Linked DNA regions of Sus scrofa: region 1 is linked to region 2. Evidence: chromatin contacts called from public Hi-C data. All regions are on one chromosome and are shown on one strand. The core of a region is the stretch at or near the end of the contact, and the rest is flanking DNA. Distances in the headings are between cores, read along the strand shown. Region 1 holds the start of PDLIM1 (PDZ and LIM domain 1). Region 2 overlaps PDLIM1 (PDZ and LIM domain 1).

Evidence for each region. Hi-C and Micro-C count contacts between places; a contact is called where the count stands out from the background.
Region 1: a contact with region 2 is called in a Hi-C map of retroperitoneal adipose tissue, with 2.1 times the contacts expected there. The contact joins the promoter of PDLIM1 here to the enhancer-like site in region 2. A contact is called at or near these places in 13 of 47 Hi-C or Micro-C datasets (alveolar macrophages, embryonic fibroblasts, fibroblasts and 5 more) and 2 of 2 datasets of contacts at active chromatin or transcription factors (alveolar macrophages and skeletal muscle).

The regions. Positions count from the first base shown.
Region 1 is chr14:106,792,215-106,794,917 of Sscrofa11.1, forward strand. It overlaps PDLIM1 (PDZ and LIM domain 1), which reads right to left and starts at 1,392. Exons shown (of 7, transcript NM_001315778.1): 1 at 1,243-1,392. The coding sequence starts at 1,338.
Region 2 is chr14:106,754,058-106,756,820 of Sscrofa11.1, forward strand. PDLIM1 (PDZ and LIM domain 1) reads right to left here. Exons shown (of 7, transcript NM_001315778.1): 5 at 604-755. Among named protein-coding and RNA genes, the nearest start is that of PDLIM1, 38 kb to the right of the region's middle. Within about 2 kb of position 1,319, at least 19 of the 83 cell types and tissues checked have an H3K27ac peak or open chromatin away from gene starts, as enhancers often do. A contact at or near this core is called in retroperitoneal adipose tissue, where this site is marked.

The DNA.
Region 1 (2,703 bases), core at 142-2,641, 38 kb after region 2:
CATCGCTGGAGAAAAACCGAAGAGGAGGCCCCAGCTCTTTTCCTCCTGCACCTCTCACCATATTCTTTCAGGGGCTGGAGGCAGGGACTTAAGTCAAAAAGACCCTTAGGGATCTTCCCCTTCCCTCTCTACCTTCCTACTCCAAGAAAAAAGAATGTTCAAATGGCTGGGAAGGCAGGTCTAGGGTCACCTTCAGCAAGAGGATAAGCCTAAGAATGAAATGAGCGGCCTAGCAAGGTGTGGACACCAGAGGGCTGTTTGCTCCTTTCTTTCAATATTTCTTAGCCCCTCTCTAGGTGTCACAGTGAATGTGGCAACTCTCGGTGGGGCATTAAACTTCCCTTTAGCCCAGATTAGATGATCAAAGCCTGGGCCTGGAAACACTGAGCCTGGGTCTCCCTTGGGTTTCTGCTTTATTTAGGAGTGATGGATCTGGTCATCTCTGACTGAACCTGGGCCCTTCCAAACAGAGGAGGGCCTTCCAAAAATTTTTCAAGCACCAACTTCCCTCAGACGCACCCACACAAGGTGGGAACCCCACCCCTGGGGGAAAAGGGCTGATCGATTAATAATCCCGAAAAGGAGTAGACTATCCAACAAGGTTTTTATTCGGGTTGGTTTTTTTCCAAAAATCCCACCATTTCTCCAAAAGACATTAGAGAGGTGAAACCTGCTCATGGATCAAGTCCAAAGAGTAAGAAACTAGTTGTTTCGATTGCTGTATTTAAAGTTAATATCACTAGCCCACCCATTCCACTTCATTTTCCAGGTCGTTCCTGCTACTTCAAACTACTTTCTGCCACTCTGCGGCTTCTGAAGAACGGGGAAGTGCTATCTCCCAGCGTGCGGCATCTGCGGAGATCCTCGGCCCCTGGATCTCTCCGCCCCTCGCCGGCTGACAAAGCGCATCCACACACCGGCCATGCTTCCGGGGCGAAGAACGAAAACTGCCCCCTTCTTTCCCGCGAACGAGGTAAGTAGATGCTCTGCAGCCGGCAGGCTCGCCCTAGAGCGCGGCGTTAGGCAAGGGCGGCGAGAGCCGCGGGCCCAAGGCGCGCGGAAAGCGCTTGGCGCACCTGGCGCACCTGGATGCGCCCGGCAGTCCCGGCTCGGTCCCAGGCTCCCAAAACCGCCGTCTCCGCCAGCGCCTGCCGGGCCCCCGCCGCCCCAGGTCCCCTCCAGGACACGCCACTCCCCAGCCTGGGATGGCCCTGCTCCCCTCGCGTCGCCGGCTGCTCTTACCCGAGAGATGGCGAGAGGCTGCTCGAAGTCCTTGCCCCCCACGAGACGGAAGCCCCACGGCCCCGGGCCCTGGAGAACAATTTGCTGGGTGGTCATGGCGCGGTGACGGCGGGCGGCGACCCGAGCGGACAGACCTGGCAGGAGGCAGAACGGCGCGCTGGGCTCCCCGGCAGCTGTCGGAAAAAGAGCGCGCGGCTTGGGCCCCGGGAGCCTGGGGCGGGCGGGAGCTGGGCGGGAGGAGGGCGGCGGCGGCTCCGCCCAGGTCGCGTCGCCGGCCGCCCGCCCAGCCCGTCCTCCCTCCCGCGGCCCGCAGCCGCACCCCGCCCCGCGTGCCCGCCGAGGGCTCCCGCCGGGAGTTAGGCAGAGAAAGCCCGGGGTCGGGTCAGGGGAGGAGTGGGGGCTCGAGATCTCAGCAGCCCCGCCCCGGCCCCCAGCGCCACCTCCCTGCCTTCCCACCTGCCACCCGGCTGCGCTCCCAGCCCCGCCGCAGGCGCCAGGTGAGAGGCCGGCAGGTTCGGGCGACCGCGGAGGAGACAAAGCTTCGCGTTTTAAAACGAGTTTAGAAGTGCTGTGCAAAGTCAGCCCTTTGAGGTCAGCTCCATTTTTCATATTTGCTTTTTTGTAAACGACAATTACATGTTAAAGGTGCTTTTCGAGTGGTCTTATTTGAAAATCTGAAGCAGTCAGGGCATTTATAGCCCCATTTTACAGATGAGTTAACTGGGTCGGCCTGAGATTAGAAGACTTGCCTGAGGCCACGGAGCTCTGGCAACGGTGTAACTGGACTGTTGCCCAGGTTCCCCGAGCTAAAGAACCCCACACTGGAACTTTTCTAATGCTAATGAGACCATCGCTGGAAGTTACAAGTGGACTTCAAAACCTTCCTAGAAACCTTTCCTCCCGGCTTGTATTCGCTGTCGGTTCTGACCTTCCCAACAAATGAGACCTCGTGTCTGACGCGGGGCAGAGCCGGAAAGGGAACTGGGTTAAGTCCGAGGACCTGGGTTCCCAGCCTGCCACTAGCCTCCTCACTGGGCTTTGCCCGCCTCTCCCTGGAGTACATACTCCAAGGCAAATCAGACCACGTCTCCTTGTCCCCTGGGTCCCCTACTTCACTCTAAGTCAAGTTGAAATCCCTAAAATGCTTGTAGGGGCACCCACGAAATGGCCCCAACTCCCTCTCTGATCTCATCTCCTTCTGCTGCTTCCCAGCCCACACTGTCCTTGTTGCTACTGCCTCAGGGCTTTGATCAGGCCCTCTGGAATGCTTTTCTCTCAGCCATCCTAAGACTCCCCCTTTGTTCAGATGTCATAATCTCAGGCCATCTCTGAGACTCTATTTAAAACCTCTCTAGAACACCCTGTCATCTTCTCCTGCTTTTATTTTCCCATTGTGTTTATCACCATCAGACATACTCAATATTTCATTTATCCTCCTCCCACATCCCCTGCCCCACTCAC
Region 2 (2,763 bases), core at 69-2,568:
TAGAGGAAAGGATTTTTATCTCCAGTTGACAAATGAGCAGGAGACCTAGAACAGTTCAGAGACCTGCCTAAGTTCACACCAGGGAGGTGGGTGGGAGGGGCAGGAAGAAGAGATACGACCCAATTGTGGGCTCTCAGGAGGCCACTCAGCCAAGAGCAAGAACAAGCATGTGGCCCCAAGATGAAGCCCAGCACCTGGCTTCACTGTGATGCTCACTCATTTCACTCTGCTTGCTGTTCATTTTCATTCTGCTTGTCCCAAGCCACAGCCTTCCACCCACTCACACGTGCAAACCACTACAGAAGCATGGTGGCCAAGGGACAGACCATCAGAATCCCACAAGGGTCAGCACACCCTGCCCTCAGCCTCCCTGGGCTCCTAGGACAAGAAACAGCTACCCCATGTGGGGCTGGGAGCCCACTCATTCCCCCCTCCCCTTCTCCAGCGCCTTCCTTAAAGAGCTTTTGCATTTCAAGAGCCGGGCCTTCCAGAGCAAGTGGTTCCTTCCACCTCCTGGGGCTGTACTCACCTTTGCTTCAGCAATGACAGCCCCTCACCCCCGGCCTTGAACCAGAGCCTCTGACCACACACAGGGCTGTTTACCTTTTTCCTCAGACTCCAGGATTTCCTGCAAAACCAGGAACGAAGTGGACTGTTTCGGAGGCTCATTTAACTCCTGTTTCTCCTGAAGCATCTTGTAAACTTCAGATTCTTTGTCGATGACGAGCCCGCTTGGAAGCTGAGAATGGTCTAAGCTGTAAAGAATGTTTGCGAGTTATCAGGACATGCCAAAAGTTAGAAGAAAAAGAAAATTCACCAGGCACCCCTTTCCAAGCCAAGACACCCCTGGTTCAAAGGGAGGAGAGAGATGACCCCCATGATCACGAGAGAAGCCCTCTCTTAGCGTGGCCACAGACCTCCCACCAGCACTGTGAGGTGTCTGCAGGCAGAGCCAGCTGCTGCTTCCAGACAATGAAACTATTTTTCCAAATAGTTTCAGGAACTCCATTACTTTTTGGCCTAGTCCCATGGACCGGGAATGCTGTGCTTCTTTCTAAATTACATAAACAAATGATGTTGAAAGAAAATTTCAAAGAGGGAAAATGCCAACCACAACCTGAGCACTAGGGACACAGCTGGGGCCCTGGGGACAGGCCATGTCCACTCCCCAGAGCAGAAATCCATGATCTTCATTCCTGATGACATCAAAGTGCTTTCTCGGTCTCTCTAAATTCCTCACTCTCACAGTGAGGCTCTCGGGTCTCCTTCCCTACCACATGGAGATAACAGTGTCTGCCCTGACCACTTCGCAGGGTTGGTGGCCAGGAGGAGCAAGGCAAGAGCTTTGTAAACAGTAAAGTGTGGTTCCGTGTCAGGGAGGGGACCGAGGCCCTGCTGGACTTCATCACCCCTTCAAGGAGGTTGAACTCAAAGTCTCTGGCCAAGACAGCAATTATCCTTATCACCACCCCACCATCTCATTGTAATGCCACCTCCCCCTCTTTGAGCAACCCGGCCCTCTCAACCCCCTACTAGGAAGGTATGTGGCCCACTTCTCACCCAGGCCCTCTAGGGCAATATACACCCCCAACCAACCAGCAAGTATATCAGAAGACCCCATCTTTCCCCAACCAATCTGCAGGTCAACAGGTGCGTGGCAAGACCTCTCCTCTCTTTCCTTTGTCCCTGGGCTGTAAAATCAGACAGGACCAAGCACCGGGGTCAGGGGAGGGCCCTTTGCTGCCTGGTCTGGCAGGAGGAGAGTGAGAGACTCCTATCAGCTTTACCTATAAAGTCTGTCCTGAGACCCAACCCTTCTCTCCACCCCCTGTCCCAGCCACACCACCCAACAGGGCTGACAGCCTCTGTTAACTTGCCCCTCTGCCACCACCCTCAGCCCCAGCACCGTCTTACTTCTCATCAGAGGCCAGAGTGATATTTTAAACTCAAGCACCAGACGGTGTCATGATTGGCTCAAAGGGTTCTCATCTGACTTAGAACCAAATATTTACCGTTTTAATAATAAAACACAAGGTTATTCAAACTCATGTCCTTTGGAGTACATATTCATTATGTTGGAGAATTAAAATGACTCGGGCTCGGATTGTCAGTGTCAGAAAGTGAGACACATGAACGCGGGGAGGTCTTGACAAGGCTCTTTACTTCTGCAGAAGGGCAAAGAAGAAAAGACCCTCCCTATTTATCCCTAATGCAGGTGACATCGCTGTCCCCTTCCCATTGGTCAGATCAGGGTGCACCTTCTTCTCAGTTGGCTAATTTGAACACAGTTTTTACTGGGAGAAGAGGGAAGGGGGGGTGGAGGAGGGTGTCTCAGGCGAAGCAGGAACAAAATGGACTCACAAGACTTCCTTTGAGAGAAAAGACGTATGTTAATTCTCATAATTACAAAAAGCAGAAAGGCCCTATTTTGCTTCCCTTTCCAAACATATTGCCTGTGTCAACGAAAAAAATCCACAACCTGAGCGTTGAGAGTTAATTTTTATGTGGGGTGAAATTAGGACTTAAGCCCAGGAGACAACAGCACAGGGAGGCAGCCCCAAGGAACCGCTCCCAGGAGATGAGGGTGGAGCTAGAATATATAGGAGTTTTTGCCACAAAGGGCCGGGAGCAGGAACAAAAGAGGCCTGAGCTCTCTGAAATCATTCCTTTGATATGCACCTCCGCTCTCAGGTTCGGTATCCAAGAGTCTTCACAGCCTGAGGCACTCAGGCTCTCACCCTCGGAGGTGACTGCATCCTGGTG